Linked DNA regions of Mus musculus: regions 2 and 3 are each linked to region 1. A link is a contact called in public promoter capture Hi-C data. All regions are on one chromosome and are shown on one strand. Each heading gives the region's core, a stretch centred on a gene start, on an enhancer-like site or on the middle of the called end of the contact. The rest is flanking DNA. Distances are from core to core; before and after follow the strand shown.

Region 1 (4,944 bases), core at 700-3,199:
TTTGTGGATTTTTTTTTCTTAAAACATTTTGTTCCAGATAAGCTTGGTGAGGAGACATCACATGGCTAGTATCACCAACTTGTACATTTTGTAGGATTTTCTTTTTCTTGGTGAAAATCTGATTTCAAGTTTTCTAAGAGAAGCCTTTATCAATCCTGCCTAGGTCTGTTTTCCCCTGCCTTCCTTTTCACACACATACACAATTATCTTCAGAGGCAGTCTTTGTAGCTTGAGTAATAGGTTCAGAGACTGGTCTAGTTTCGTTTCTCAACATATGATAGTCACATTGCTTGGACTCAATTTATCAATATCTCTGACTGCACAGCAAACATACCCACATCCAAAGCAACCCTAGACCTCAACTAGTTCATTCAGCCCATTGACCCACCTGGTGGGTAGACTATGTAGACCAACTCCCACGTGACAGTTTATTTCCATCTCCAAGGGTCATGGCTAACCACAGTTCAACTTGTCACCTAGGCAACAAAACATCCCCCCCTAACAGCACACTCCTGAGGCCTGTGCATTAATGGAGAGCATGAAAACAGATCCACCTATTTACCAACTTTCAGTCACCCAAGGAGGAGCCTGTTGATTCCACTGCTGCTGTGTTGCTAAGGTCATGGCCGTGAGAACATAAGTTAAATATACAAAGGTAGATGGAGCTGACCCCAGGCCAGGTCAGGAATTTCTGCATTTGGTCTTTCCTTCATTCCACTATTTATTATAGTTTCATTATTATCTGCTTTTTAAAAAAAATTTAAGTGAGACATATAGGTATGGGTTGCTTAGGTATCTAAAAATGAATATTGTAGACTTTATATCTATGTTTTTGACTTCATGCTCTCAAAGAAGGGATGAGATTTTAAAGGTAACTGAGACTTTTAAAAAATTTTTTATTTTTAATTTTTTTACACAACAAGACAACTTGACAGAGAAACTCAGAAAATAATTCGTTCCTCACCAACTATCTTGGCGGTGTTGGTCATAGCAAATCCCTTTATTAACTGGATCGCTCGTGCTTTCAAATAACTCTCATTCCCAAGTGCTAAGTGCTGGAGGGCTCCTTACAACTCAGATAGAAACAGACAGAAGAGACAGAAATGTGAAGGGTGATCATGCTTTTGTAAAAAGGAAGAAAAATATATAGTCATAGAATTTGAAGTGATTCATTGGAGGAGAGAGACAGAACAAAATGTAAGGAGGAGATTCCATAGGTCTCTGCAGAAGATGACATTTTAATGACAGGGTTACATTCTAATGCATCACCATATGACACTGCACATGTTCAGGTGTGTGTAATGCTGTTTTCTCTGAGCCTGGAGACCCGAATGCTGCTAACCACTGGAGGATTCATGAGGAGAACACTAATGAGGGAATACACACAGAAAGCAGGCAAATGGATAAGGAAAGAGCAAGAACGTAACTCTTTGTGTGAAAAACAGAGTTCTTCATAAAGAAAAGGATAAAACTTACTGATGATGGTGGTTATGGGAAAACTATAGAGAATAACTAGGTCAAGCCAGGCAATTTATCATTTATCATTTAAATCCACGAGTTGAGATGTTACAAATCTATTCAAAGGAAAAGTCCTTTCAAGATCATCTGAAAGTCATATAGCTCTCTCTCATACAAGTATCTTGTCTTCTCATAGCTAGAGAGGTATTTACCTATGCCCAGTTTCTCTTTTACTGATTGAAACAGAACATAACCAAGTCCTCTGATAATCTCTCCATTCTCCGCTCTATTCCACACATCAAATGTAGAGATCATTCCAGAATGTAAGAAATCACATGACTTACCCTTCTGCCCTCTCTCCAGATGTGAAGAGCTATTTTCCGTTATAGAACAGTTTTCAGAATCCATCCTTTTTAATTTTTTTCCCCTCAAGGTCCCTGGCGACTCTCAAGTGGTCCACGGAGAGATGTAGCTGGAGCTGTCTTGTTCAGTGTCTTGATCTCGGAGGATTTCAGCCTTTATACTCGATTAGGCTCCACCCCTTCCTCCTACCCTGTACTCACTCAACTCAGCCAGTTCTCTTTAATTTATGCTCCAGCGGCCTAGACACTTCACCGTGTGTTGTTGTGGTGAGCTGCGGGTTTTCCCTGCTGTCTGAAATGTGCTTTCTCACAACTGTAGCTTCAAGAGGAAGAGATAAATGGGATTTTCCCAGAATCGAAGACATCCTTCCACAAACTTTTAAAAACACAAATAACTTAGGAAATGGTATAATCTAAACAAGGAGCTAAAAGTTTGAGATTGCTGTATTTGACATGGAAAAGCACTGGAAGAGAGAGTAAAACTTTTTCATGCAATCCTTTGCATTGGTTTCTTTGTATATGTAGGCAGGTACAGGCATTTATTGAATACCCATTATGTACCAGGTGCTGTTGGTGGCCAGAAGATGTACTGTTGAGTAGGGATTTTAAAATCTCTATCTTTGTGGCTCTCTCTCTCCCTCTCTCTCAATTGGACAAGTTTTATTTAGTTAATTATGGATTTAAAACGTGTGGCATTCACTTCTTTTTTCCCCAGAGACTAGTTCTTTCAAGTGTCAGGAGTTGCTTTAGTGCAGGAAACAGAAAGCTTGTGGTCTGAAACTTCCTCGGTGTGATCTAAAACTGTTTCTCTTCAGTTATCTATTTCATCATCCCTTGCTCATTTTCTTGTCATCCTCCACTGTCAAACTTACTTTGTCTCACTGCAGAATATCTCCTTCTATTTCCCCATGTCCTTTTCAGGTGTCTGTGGCCTCGGATATTTGGAAGATGATCCCTATACACATATCTTCCCATGATATCCATCTCATTCAGATAAGTTATTGAGCACCACATAAATGCAGAAAATGTCTGTTTTGGTAAGTCAAGTGTGAGGATCTTAAAAAATTACAAGCATGATTTCTTACATTCTGGAATGATCTCTACATTTGACATATGGAATAGAGCAGAGAATGGAGAGATTGTCAAAGGACCTGGAGTAAAGTTGTCTGGTTTGCCTTTGTGAAGATATAATGCTTAGGTTGCTTGGAAGGTACCGGCACAGACAACTGAGGTGAGCCAGCAGGTGGATTTGTCTGCTTGAGACACAGACAGGTACATGCTGGTCCTAATGTGCCTTTTTGTTCTCAGTATCTTTCCTGCACAGCAGCTGGGATGAGATTAAGTATGTCATATCATCTTGTTGAGAACATTCAGCTCACCAAAGGCTTCCTAATAAAGGTTCCTTAAAATCCAAAGACCTTACAGCCAAGAAGAACCTCTACATTGGCCTCTGGGCACTTCCTCTATTACTTTCCCTCTACAACAGAGAGCTTCTTCTTATTCCATAGGAGTGCCCAGGAGCCTGCCACTGCAGGGCCTTTAGGTCTTTCGGTTGTGTCTTAGCGGTTCTTTTTCCATATGCCTATGTGCCAGGTTTTCCCATAATAAATAAGGTAATTAATTCAGTATCAAGTGAAAAGCAGGAAGGTCCAGATACTCATGAATACCAAGAAGTGCTCTTCTGACTCATGCCTGTTGGATGGGATGAGGTTTTCATAGAGTTCAGAACTGACAAAAAATAGGCAGGGAGAGTCATCATAGCCAGCCTCTGCTATAAGTTGGCTCCTAACTAAGCTCTTTAAAGGAAAAGGGCAGCTCAAGTGAGTATTTTTTAATTTATTTACCTTTATTAAACTTAATTTTTAAAAATTGTATTATATTTATGTGTGTGTGAGTCATGTATGTGTGTGCTGGTTCCCACAGAGGACAGAAGAAGGCTCCATGGAGTTAGAGTCACAAGCAATGTGAGTTTCCTTAAGCTGGGAACTGAACTCTGATCCTCTGAAAGAACAATAAGAACTCTGTACTACTGAGTCATCACCTCTCAAGCCCCATATTTATTTATTTACGTTCATCTATCTATCTATCTATCTATCTATCTATCTATCTATCTATCTATCCATCTATCTATCTATCTATCTACCCATCCATCAATCATCCATCCATCCGGCTGTCAGTTCGTCTGTCCATCCGTCCGTCTGTCTGTCTGTACTACTGAGTCATCACCTCTCAAGCCCCATATTTACTTATTTACTTTCATCTGTCTGTCTGTCTGTCTGTCTGTCTGTCTGTCTGTCTGTCTACCCATCCACCAATCCATCAGTCTTAGTCAGGGTTTCTATTCCTGCACAAACATCATGACCAAGAAGCAAGTTAGGGAGGAAAGGGTTTATTCGACTTACACTTCCATGCTGCTGTTCATCACCAAAGGAAGTCAGGACTGGAACTCAAGCAGGTCAGGGAGCAGGAGCTGATGCAGAGGTCATGGAGGGATGTTCTTTACTGGCTTACCTCACCTGGATTTCTCAGCCTGCTCTCTTATAGAACCCAAGACTACCAGCCCAGAGATGGTCCCACCCACAAGGGGCCTTTCCCCTTGATCACTAATTGAGAAAATGCCTTACAGTTGGATCTCATGGAGGCATTTCCTCAACTGAAGCTCCTTTCTCTGTGATAACTCCAGCTGTGTCAAGTTGACACAAAACTAGCCAGTACACCATATATCATATCATATCATATCATATCATATCATATCATATCATATCATATCTATCTATCTATCTATCTATCTATCTATCTATCTGTCTATGGTGTGTGTGTGTATCATAGTGCATTTGTAGAAGTTAAACAACAACTTGTAGGACTCACACTAGTTCTTTCCTAACTAACCACAGAACTTCTGGGAATTATAATAAGCTGATTAAACTTAACAGCAATTACCTTTACCTCCTGAATTATTTCAACAGACCTTCTCCCCATTCGAGTTTTGTTGCAGAAACCAACTGCAGTTATGCTATGTATGTATGTATGTAGCTGCATTGACACAACAGGCACACAATGTCTTTAAGTGATAAGCAGGAGGCATGTCTCTAAGTATTGATGCTCAGTGATAAGCATGATGCAA
Region 2 (4,944 bases), core at 762-3,261, 670 kb before region 1:
GTCCGTGCAAGCAATCCTTGATCTCTCAGGCAGTCCTCAATTAGGTCCCCCTGCAGGAGATGCTTTAGCTGCTGTGCAGCCCCTGGAGTTTACATAGAGCTGCCCTCCCCCCTCCCCCTGTTCCTGCTACACTCTGATGTCCCATTTATGGCTGAGCATGCAACTGTCACTTACCCTCAATACTTCAGCCAGATAATAAGTCTCTGCATGAATCATTGCCTGCTGCAAAAAGGAGATTCTCTGGCCAAGGCTGAAAGGTGCCCTGGTCTATGAGTACAATAGAAAGCAGTTTGACAGCATATCCAATTACCATTTGATAAAGCCTGCAGAATCACGCATGTACGCCATCCTGTGTAGAGGCCTCAAACCCAATTGCAGAGCAGTTGGTTACCCCTAAACACTCATGACATTATTGTCTCAGTGGCAATTGCCTTGCCCGGCAGGTCAGTAATGTATCATGCTGGGCCTACAGCTGGGTATGACCACTGATGAGTCCCCTTTTCGGCAGAAGCCTGTGTAGTATCTTCAGACACAATGTATGGTTGCCAGAAAGGAAGGAGCTTCTAGCTTTGTTCCAGGTTGATGTCTCTGTATCCTGCAACCAAGATACAGAGATATCTTGTATCAGAGATACCAAGAGATGGCACTGTGCTCTTAATTCTAAAACCTGTGATCTGGGAGCAGCACTCTCCACTCATGCAGGGTACCTCCATTTTAAGCTGTTTACTAATGTATATTTTTAAGTAGCTCATAAAATAGTAGATTTTCACATGACTTGTTCACAAAAGGTTCACTTCTAGGATTTTAGACGGTATTCTTCAGGAGTGACAGCTGTATTAAAAGATTCTCATGCCTTACCTTTCTTCACACGTCACTACCTATTACTGTTGCCTACAGAGTGCTTGACTCTGCTTGAGAAAAGCTCCCAGTGTTTAACCTTTATTAGACAGTTATTGGCCTTTACACAGGTCACTTGTACATCCCTTCAAATACTACTAATTTCATTCTATTTGTTAACAGTTTAGGTTTGAAAACAAAACATGGACTAAGGCTGGGCGTGGTTGGCACACGCCATTAATCCCAGCACTTGGGAGGCAGAGGCAGGCGGATTTCTGAGTTCGAGGCCAGCCTGGTCTACAAAGTGAATTCCAGGACAGCCAGGGCTATACAGAGAAACCCTGTCTCGAAAAAACAAACAAACAAAAAACAACAAACAAACAAATAACCATGGATTAAATGATATCCTCCTCTATGTCACCAGACTGAAAGGGAGAGGTCACCCTCTGTACACATTTCCCGTGGAAAATGTCAAAGAACTTGGAAGTCAAATTTTTAACACTGGAACTGAAATAAGGATAAAATGTTCGGTCACACACACCCAGAACGCTGGTCCTGGACTCTTCAATGGATGCCAGTGGGAGAGAAAAGGATGGATTGCTCTTTATTAAAAGAGACCAAAGTGTCTACAACCAATGGTAAACGCTAAACTGGGGCTGAACTCTGGATTGAGAAGGGAGGATCTAAAATATATTAATGATAGTTTAGCAAAATTTAGAAAATTCAGATATAGGACCGATCTTAGAATGTTAGGTTGTATTTATTTATTTTGGCTTTTCGAGACAGGGTTTCTCTGTATAGCCCTGGCTGTCTTGAAACTCACTTTGTAGACCAGGCTGGCCTCGAACTCAGAAATCTGCCTGCCTCTGCCTCCCAAGTGCTGGGATTAATGGTGTGCGCCACCACTGCCCGGCTAGGTTTTTATTTTATTTTATTTTTTTATTTCTTAGTTTTTTCCTGCAACTATCAAGTCATTCAGAAAAGAGGAGTCAAGAGAGGGATGAGGTACATTTGAAATAAAAAACAATAATGATGATTGGTCCTGGGTTGAGAGATATCAGTGTACACAGAGCATTCCCCATCCTTTAGGTAAATGTGAAAAGTCCCCCTAAGTGCTATACTTTCAACGTTGCAGTTGTATATTATGGACACAAGGTGGCGATAGACTCACTTTTGAAATTCTGTGAATGCAGAAGCAAATGCTTTCTAATGTAACTAACATCTACCCTGGTTTGCCTGATCTAGGAAGGGAACCAAGCGAAGTTGCCCCAGAAGGCAGTGCGCCACGAGAAAGTCCTCAAATGACCAGTTAATTTGCAGTTCATCTGGAAGTCTAAGAAGCAACAGTTGGTAGCTTTGGAGAGATCTGGGTTCAAGTTCCAGCTCTCCTGCTGATTAATTTTGTGACTTCACCAAGACACAAGCTTTGAGAGGAGAAAATGAAGGAACTGGTTTTGAAGATTTGGGGTTGCTTTTCTTCTGGTTGGAAGAATTACCATTTCCCTTTTGGTTACAGAGTGAGAGCAAGAGCGAGTTAAATCAAAATATTCAAAATTTGTACTGGGTGGCTGGGTGGTGGTGGTGCACACCTTTAATCCCAGCGCTTGAGAGGCAAAGGCAGGCAGATTTCTGTGAGTAAGAGGCCAGCCTGGTCTACAGAGAAAATTCCAGGACAGCCAGGACTAACACACAGAAACCCTACTTCAAAAAGTAAAAAAAAATTTTTTAGACATATATGCAGTTATAGATACTATGAAATTTTTTTGTGCAGTGTCGCTATTTGCAGAACAGAAGTTGCTTCTAAAGAAAAGAGCTTTGGATTGGTGAGAACTAAGTTACCATTGGCCAGGAGTATAAAGTTCCCCTGTGCTATTGCACAGTTAGAGTAACTATAGATCAAATGATAAAGTACTTAAAAGGGGGAGGGAAGCGAAAAGAACGATTTAATGCTTTCATCATAAGAAATGATAAAGGTTCAAGAAGTTAGCTTTGTGTACCCAGTTTCAGACATTATCCAATGTGTATATACACATAGTATATGTATACACATAGTATAGTATATATGTAAACATAGTACCTGAGAAATACATACACTTTTGTGTCTTTTGTAAAGATTTGGTATGTGTGTGTGTGTATGTATGTGTAAGTGTGTATGAGTGTGTGTGTGTGTGTGAGTGTGTGTGTGTGTGTGTGTGTGTGTGTGTGTGTGTGTATGTGTGAGTGTGTGTGTAGTGCTCACAGAGGCCAGGAGAGCATGTCAGACCCACTGGAAGTAGCATTACAGGAAACTGAGAGACTCTGCATGGATGCTGACATCCAAATTTAGAATTCAATGAAACTATCAAATGCCTGGAAGCCAGCTGTTTGGGGCCAAGTATGTCTCCTGCTTCTGAGTCTCCTGCCTTGGTCAGCAATGACAGCTCCTACCATGGAGGCTGGATAAATTAACAGATTAAGAATAAAGAGACCACAATGGTGGGGGAGAAGTTAACTGGCAAGATTGAAATGTTGCCTATTTTCTTGTTGGAAGAGGAAATAGACTGGCCCTCTGAGGAAAATTACACTGTGCACTATGCCACAATCGCCTCGCTCAGGGCTCCTTCTGGGAGTCTGCTGCCTTATGCTACCCTTTCAAAGTTGCAGCTGTGAATTTAGCATTCAGAAACTTAGAAAACACCCGGACCTTCTTCTTTAGTCCTGACTGAACCTGCTATTGTTATTTTTCTAAGTGGCCATGCTGTCAAAGGGCCTCCTAAATATGTATGTTTATACCCCTAGACCTGGGCTGCTCTCGGCCTTGGTCAGAGAGGCTTCTTTGTGCAGTGAACAGCCCTCGACAGAGAGATGCACAACTGACCAAGATGCTGTGGATAAGGGACTGGGTTCCAGCCCTAAATAGGACACCTGTATCAGCCCCCACTCCAGAGGCCCGGAGAACACTGCGGATGAGGAGGTAGGAAGAATCTGAGAGCCTGCAGTGGGAGGAGTGCTGTCTTCCAGCTATGGCATAGCCATTGCGTTCACGGGCTCCCGGCAGCTGGGGTTGTTTACACAAGACCAGCCAAAACCCAGCACGGTAGGGAGATGATCCCCACCCCTTACAGAGGAGCTAGTGACAGCGGACAGATGTCCAGGGAGAGAGAATCATTCTTTTTCTGTGTGTGTGAATGTGGCCATTGGTAGGTTTCTCGGGCTTCAGAAATGCTTATTTTAAAGTGACTTTGAACTGCCTTCCCTGAAGACGAGACAGCAGGTTCTTGGGCCTGGGGTGCTCTTTTGACTTGATTTACCTAAGAGAATGTGAAGGGGGCGAGTTCTGAGTTGGCGTCTATCCAGGGACCCCATAAACAACCCGACTTAGACCTGGAGACCCATGAGTGTGTCAGTCACATGGTCCCTGAGCTGAGCTCAACCAGTATCAGTCAGGACTCAGACAATCGGTCAGGGTTCCATAGATGTGTGGGTCTGCTGAGACTCGACGAGCAAAAACACCCAACTAATCTCATCTTAAGAACAAAGCCACTGGATGCTGAGATGACTGTCATGCAGCAAAAGTTAAGGGATGTAAGCATCATTGGACAGCTGCGTTTGTATTTAATGCCATCACTATTTTATAGTTCAAATAACTTTGTTAACTACATTTGCAATGATCTTGAATCATTTGCTACGGACTCCTTTGCCCTGATTATAATAACTACACGTTTTGGAGGTTTTTGTTTGTTTGTTTTTAATACTCATTTGGGCTCTTTTTGTCTGTGTTTAACTGGTACTGCTACAGATCCTAACTTAGGAAAACATAACTAGTTCAAGGCAGCCTGGTTATGTGCTAACCAGGCGATGAGAAGTGTAAACAAACCCACATTTATCATCTGTCCCCGTCAGCACTGTCCTGTGTGTGATAACACACTGTGGCTGATGGAATGCCCACAAATGTTTAGATGTGGTGTTGAATAGTTTTGTGTCAAGTTGACAGAGGCTAAAATCATTTGAGAGGAGAGACCCTCAATTAAGAAATTCCATCAGATCTGGCTGTAGGGCATTTTCTTAACTAGTGATTGCTGAGGGGAGGGCCCAGCCATTGTGGGTGGTACTATGCCTGGCCTGGAG
Region 3 (4,944 bases), core at 1,409-3,908, 650 kb before region 1:
TCACGACAAGGAGGATGAGCCCAGCACAGCTGAGCTTCAGAGCCAACCTGTGTGAACGTGGGCACCGACAGGCATCTGCGAAGTTAAGAACCTTGTAACTCATTTAAGCCAGTACAGAACATCTGGACTAACAGTTAAAGGTGGTCTTGACTAACAAGGACAATTGGAATCAAGTAGAGGGTCGGTTGCAGATATGAGACTTTCTCTACCATCTTAAAGCAGAATTCCATGAGATGAACTCTCCGTTAGGTTCAGATGTTTGCTTTGATAAAGCAGGACTGAAAGAATAATACTTATGTATGTATTATGCACAAAGGAGCATCGGCTGAATCAATCTCGATACATGTGATTGAGTGCTGTCCATTGGCTGAATCAATCTCGATACATGTGATTGAGTGCTGTCCAAAAGTAAATGGTATGTTCTATTTTGGGAAGGGAGTCAGAGCATCTCTAAGGAAGATCCTTTAATCAAGAGATGCTTTTGATGCTCAGTTTTGTGGTACTGATGACTTTCAGTGCTAATGACATATGATTCTATTCCTGGACATGAAGTCTTCTTCACTGTTGTCTACAATGATCTCCATTTTGAATCAAAGGCGTGATATCCAAGGGGAAGCAACTTGTGATTTCAGACGGTATTTCAGTATTTCAGTTGTGTTAGTCCCCCCTTATTGGCTGAATTCCAAACACCCTAATGGTTAGATGAACTGAAACTGTGGTTAGCACCAGCCTCTATATATACACACCCATGCACACACATTAAGCATACACTAAATACAATCTGACTGTAGCTTTCACAGTGTTCCTTCCTTAAATAGAGTACTTTCAAAATTTCTTTTTGTTGTGCTCTGTTATGTTTCTAAGACAGGGTTACTCCTCAGTCCAGGCTGACTGCTAACTCTGTGTGGCTGAAGATGACCTTGAGCTCCTGATTCTCCTGCCTCTGCCTCCCAAGTGATGGAATTATAAGTGTGCACCACCCAGAACAAGTAGAGAATAAGAGACTATGAAGTACTCAGCCCTAAGTGGCACATCTGCATCTCATCCCATCCCTAACCAAGGCTCTGCCATCATCACAGCAGAGGGGACAGAATAACTGCAGAGTCAGAGATGGTGGACAACTGTAATGAAACACTGTCTTTCAGACACAGCAGGGCAGTTGCACATATGAACTCATGCCATTTGTAATAGCCTGCACAAGACCTTCAAAAACTCAAGTCAGGCAAAGGTCCAGCATGGTGGGGGGAGTTGGGTATGGACTTCCAATGTCATCTGGGGAGTCATTGACAGCTGATGGCTGCTAGGAGTGGGAGAGTCAGTTTTGTTCTAGGATACAGTTCCTAAGAGGCCACCTGTGCTCCAGGGCATGACCCAAAAACCATGCACACACTGGCAGAGCTGACTAGACTCAGTGGGAAAACAGAACCCCAACCTTTAGCTTCTCAAGTCCCTTCTCCATGTTTGCAGTCATAAATAGGGAAAACAAGCACTTGCCTGCACCTACCACACATAACTGGCTCCCTCAAATCCCACTCTGATCAACAAAACCCTCCACTTTCCCAGAAACAATGTAAAGTTTATAACGCAGTTTTGGTGACTTTTTTCTTTGTACTTTTTTCCAAACTATTTTTTTTAAAGATTTATTCATTTATTATATGTAAGTACATTGTAGCTGTCTTCAGACACTCCAGAAGAGGGAGTCAGATTTCGTTACGGATGGTTGTGAGCCACCATGTGGTTGCTGGGATTTGAACTCTGGACCTTCAGAAGAGCAGTCGGGTGCTCTAACCCACTGAGCCATCTCACCAGCCCTCCAAACTATTTTTTAAAACTAGTTTCTGACAAACAGCCTTAAAGAGTTGTGGGTTCACATTCTTGACACAGTATAGAAAGGTTAGATTTTAAGCACTGCAGTTTTAGATAAGGAAACTCAGTTATGTCACAGAACTCCATACCATACCATGACCACTGTAGACATACTTTTGGCCTCTGTGTCTGTCTCTTTTCATCCATCCCTAAGTCATGGTACCCTTCATAAATGCCTCCTATCAGTCTTCCACATTTCTGGCAAACAGGGTGCTACATCCCTCAACTCCTCCAGTGCTCAGTGCTAGAATGGCACGGAGAGGAGTCGTGGTGTTTGTGTTCTGTAGAGAAGTTTGGACCAGGCAAGATGCTTTATAGTGAGTCTGCCTTACTTTCTCCTTGTAGATGTAAAATATCCTTTCTTCAGGGCCCGTAGCTAAAGACAAAAGGAATGCCTACCCAAGTTTCACACTGACTGACTGATTAAAGATGGAACCGATGAGCTTTTTATTAATCCAAAGTTGTAGCCATCTACACTCTTCAGCGCTGGTAGATGGTTGCTCACTTTCATAGCAATAACTTAAAACTGTAAGAAAATCATAACTCTGGAAGATATTTTAATACTACAAGGAAAAATAAAGTGACTGACCTGGGGGAAGAGATGGGGGTGACTCATGCCAAGCCCCTGGAGTCCTGGGTGGCTTTAAACCAAAGTAGACCCTTGCTGTGTCCATTGTGCATAGGAGATGCATCACTGAACTGGTGAGCAGGGGCAAACTCCAAGGCCTTTGGGGTGAAGTGAGCAAAAGGAAGTCCTCTGTGAATGCTCTGCTCTGTGCCTACACCCACTGACTCCTGTCTCTGAGGGTTTCTCCATGGTTACCGACTGACCTTGCTGTCTGTCCTGCCCACACAGCTTACACACTGCTGTCTTTTTTCTTTTCTTTATTCTTCTCCCACGCAAAACACTCTGACCACAGCCTTCCCTCCCTTCTTTCCTCCCAGTTCCCCTTCCTCTCCACTCCCCCATCCACTGCTCCTTTGTTTCCCTTCAGAAAAGAGCAGGCCTCCCAGTGACATCAACTGAATACAGGATAACAAGATGCAATAAGAGGGCACAAACCCTCTTACCAGGGCTGGATAAGACAGTCCAGTAGGAGGAAAAGATTCCCATGAGCAGGGAAAAGAGTCAGAGATACCTGAACTCCAACTGTTAGGAATTCCAGAAAAACACCAAGCTTACAGCTATAGCATATATACAGAGGGCCTAGTGCAGACCCATGCAGGCTTCATGACTGCTGCTTCAGGCTCTGTGAGTCCCTATGAGCCCTGCTTAGATGATTCTGTGGGCCATGTTCTCCTGGTGTCCTCCATGCCTCTGGCTCCCACAATCCTTCCTCTGCCACTTTCATGGGGCTCCTGAGCTCTGCCTAATGTTTGGCTGTGGGTCTCTGCATCTGCTCTCATTACATGTTATTGTCTTAAGAAAGGAAGGTGTAACATGTGGTCTTCTTTTGTTCTGAATCTGGTAACCATTTGTTTTGAGTTATTCTCTCTTGCGTGCGCCCGACTCACCAGCAAGAACGATGCTGCAACAGGATCCTTCTGCACAAGTTTATTGGGAGAGCTTGATAGCAGAGGCAAAGAGATCCCAAGCCCAGAACTGGTGCTGCTTATATAGGCCTAGGAGAGGTGTGTCTCACACCCGGATTGGTTATGCATGGGTTATGCTTACCACCTCATTTGCATTTCTCACATCTGATTGGTTAACTTGACTCTCATCTGATTGGCTAGCTTCTCTCTCATCTGATTGGTTAATTCTCAAAACCTCATCTTGGCAAAAAACTTTACTGCCTATGTATGCGTGGTGGCCAGCGGAAGCCAGTGCCACCTTGCAACGGCACATGTGGCTTCCCACAATTCTCTCAAGGTGAATGCAGCCCAGGGTCTGTGAAATGCAACATTCTTCCTCAATTCAAACTTAAGTGACTTCTTTTACCAATTTACTGGCAATCAAGATACAACAATATACTATGCTATGTTGTAAAAATAAATAGTAATATGTGCAAGTCCACAGTTATATGTGACATGAGTTGAAGCTCTAAGATCCTCCTGAAACAGTCATGCTGTGAAGGAAGCTGTGAGATGTGGACATGTCATGACTGTGGGAAGAATTCATGACTGACACAACAGGAAAAACACTGAGGGCAGAGCCCCACTTGCTGCTCTGGCTCTGCCCTGTCCTGAAGGTCCACGGGGATGTAACTTCATTCACCTGAGTGAAAGGACTTCATCTGTCAGAGCTCAGGTAGTAGAGGACTTGGGTCTATGGGATGTGATAACTCCTCCAAGGGTTTTCAGTCCTAGAGTCTTAGAGCAAGGACTACTAATGCCAAGTCACACATTCACACATTACAAGTGAAGAAGAAAAGCAAGGACTTCCTTAAAGTCTCCTTCTGTGGTCAGAGTGAAATTATACCAAGTCCTCACAATTACAGAGCTTTGCAGCTGTCAGCTGGCTGTGAGTTCCAGGAGACAGATGGTGCACACTCATCGCAGAGTGCTCAGACGCATCCGCCAAGACCAGTGAAGAAGGAAGCAAGGGGATGTATATCTGAGGGCCTCACAGCTCACTTAAGACTCAGTGGAGCCTCCTCAGCCATCTCTGACGTCAGCCATTTTACTCAACACCAGGTTGAGCACAGGGTTCTGCACCATGCTCCATCTATTTATTTTTTTTGTAGTGCTGGGAGTTGACCTTCGAGCCTCATGAATTTGAGGCAAGCACCCCTTCACCTATGTTGCTGACCTTTCATACTTTTCCTAGACTAAAGATTTTCGCAACTAAATCTAAATAAAACAGAATTTCCCATCTTGGGTCATGATATTTTACAATCGAATGTAGAGAATTCATGAAAATAGTCTCAACTTTCAGTACACAAAAATTTCAGCATATATAAGGACCCCAAGCAAAGGTATATAAAGAACACACCCAAATGCTTATTAGTGATGCTTGTTTCTGCCCATAATCCCTTTCCTTTGCCAAGATAACAGGAGCCTTAGGTGGGGAGTGTGTGAATAAACTCTGCAAATATTTAGGTGGCTTATAACCACCTAATAACCTGGAAACCAATGAAA

What was found. Promoter capture Hi-C pulls out the DNA fragments that hold promoters and counts their contacts.
Region 2: a contact with region 1 is called in a promoter capture Hi-C map of pre-B cells, with 7 times the contacts expected there. The contact joins the enhancer-like site here to the promoter of Cd69 in region 1. A contact is called at or near these places in 8 of 39 promoter capture datasets (the 3T3-L1 cell line, embryonic stem cells, hippocampal neurons and 3 more), 1 of 484 Hi-C or Micro-C datasets (embryonic stem cells) and 1 of 115 datasets of contacts at active chromatin or transcription factors (large pre-B cells).
Region 3: a contact with region 1 is called in a promoter capture Hi-C map of pre-B cells, with 4 times the contacts expected there. The contact joins the promoter of Klrb1a here to the promoter of Cd69 in region 1. A contact is called at or near these places in 2 of 39 promoter capture datasets (embryonic stem cells and pre-B cells), 1 of 115 datasets of contacts at active chromatin or transcription factors (large pre-B cells) and 2 of 9 other capture datasets (adipose tissue and liver).

The regions. Positions count from the first base shown.
Region 1 is chr6:129,273,420-129,278,363 of GRCm38.p6, forward strand. It overlaps Cd69 (CD69 antigen), which reads right to left and starts at 1,950. Exons shown (of 5, transcript NM_001033122.4): 1 at 1,803-1,950. The coding sequence starts at 1,866.
Region 2 is chr6:128,602,665-128,607,608 of GRCm38.p6, forward strand. No RefSeq gene overlaps it. Among named protein-coding and RNA genes, the nearest start is that of Klrb1a, 18 kb to the right of the region's middle. Within about 2 kb of position 2,012, at least 4 of the 459 cell types and tissues checked have an H3K27ac peak or open chromatin away from gene starts, as enhancers often do.
Region 3 is chr6:128,620,276-128,625,219 of GRCm38.p6, forward strand. Klrb1a (killer cell lectin-like receptor subfamily B member 1A) reads right to left here and starts at 2,659. Exons shown (of 6, transcript NM_010737.3): 1 at 2,456-2,659; 2 at 1-75. The coding sequence starts at 2,558.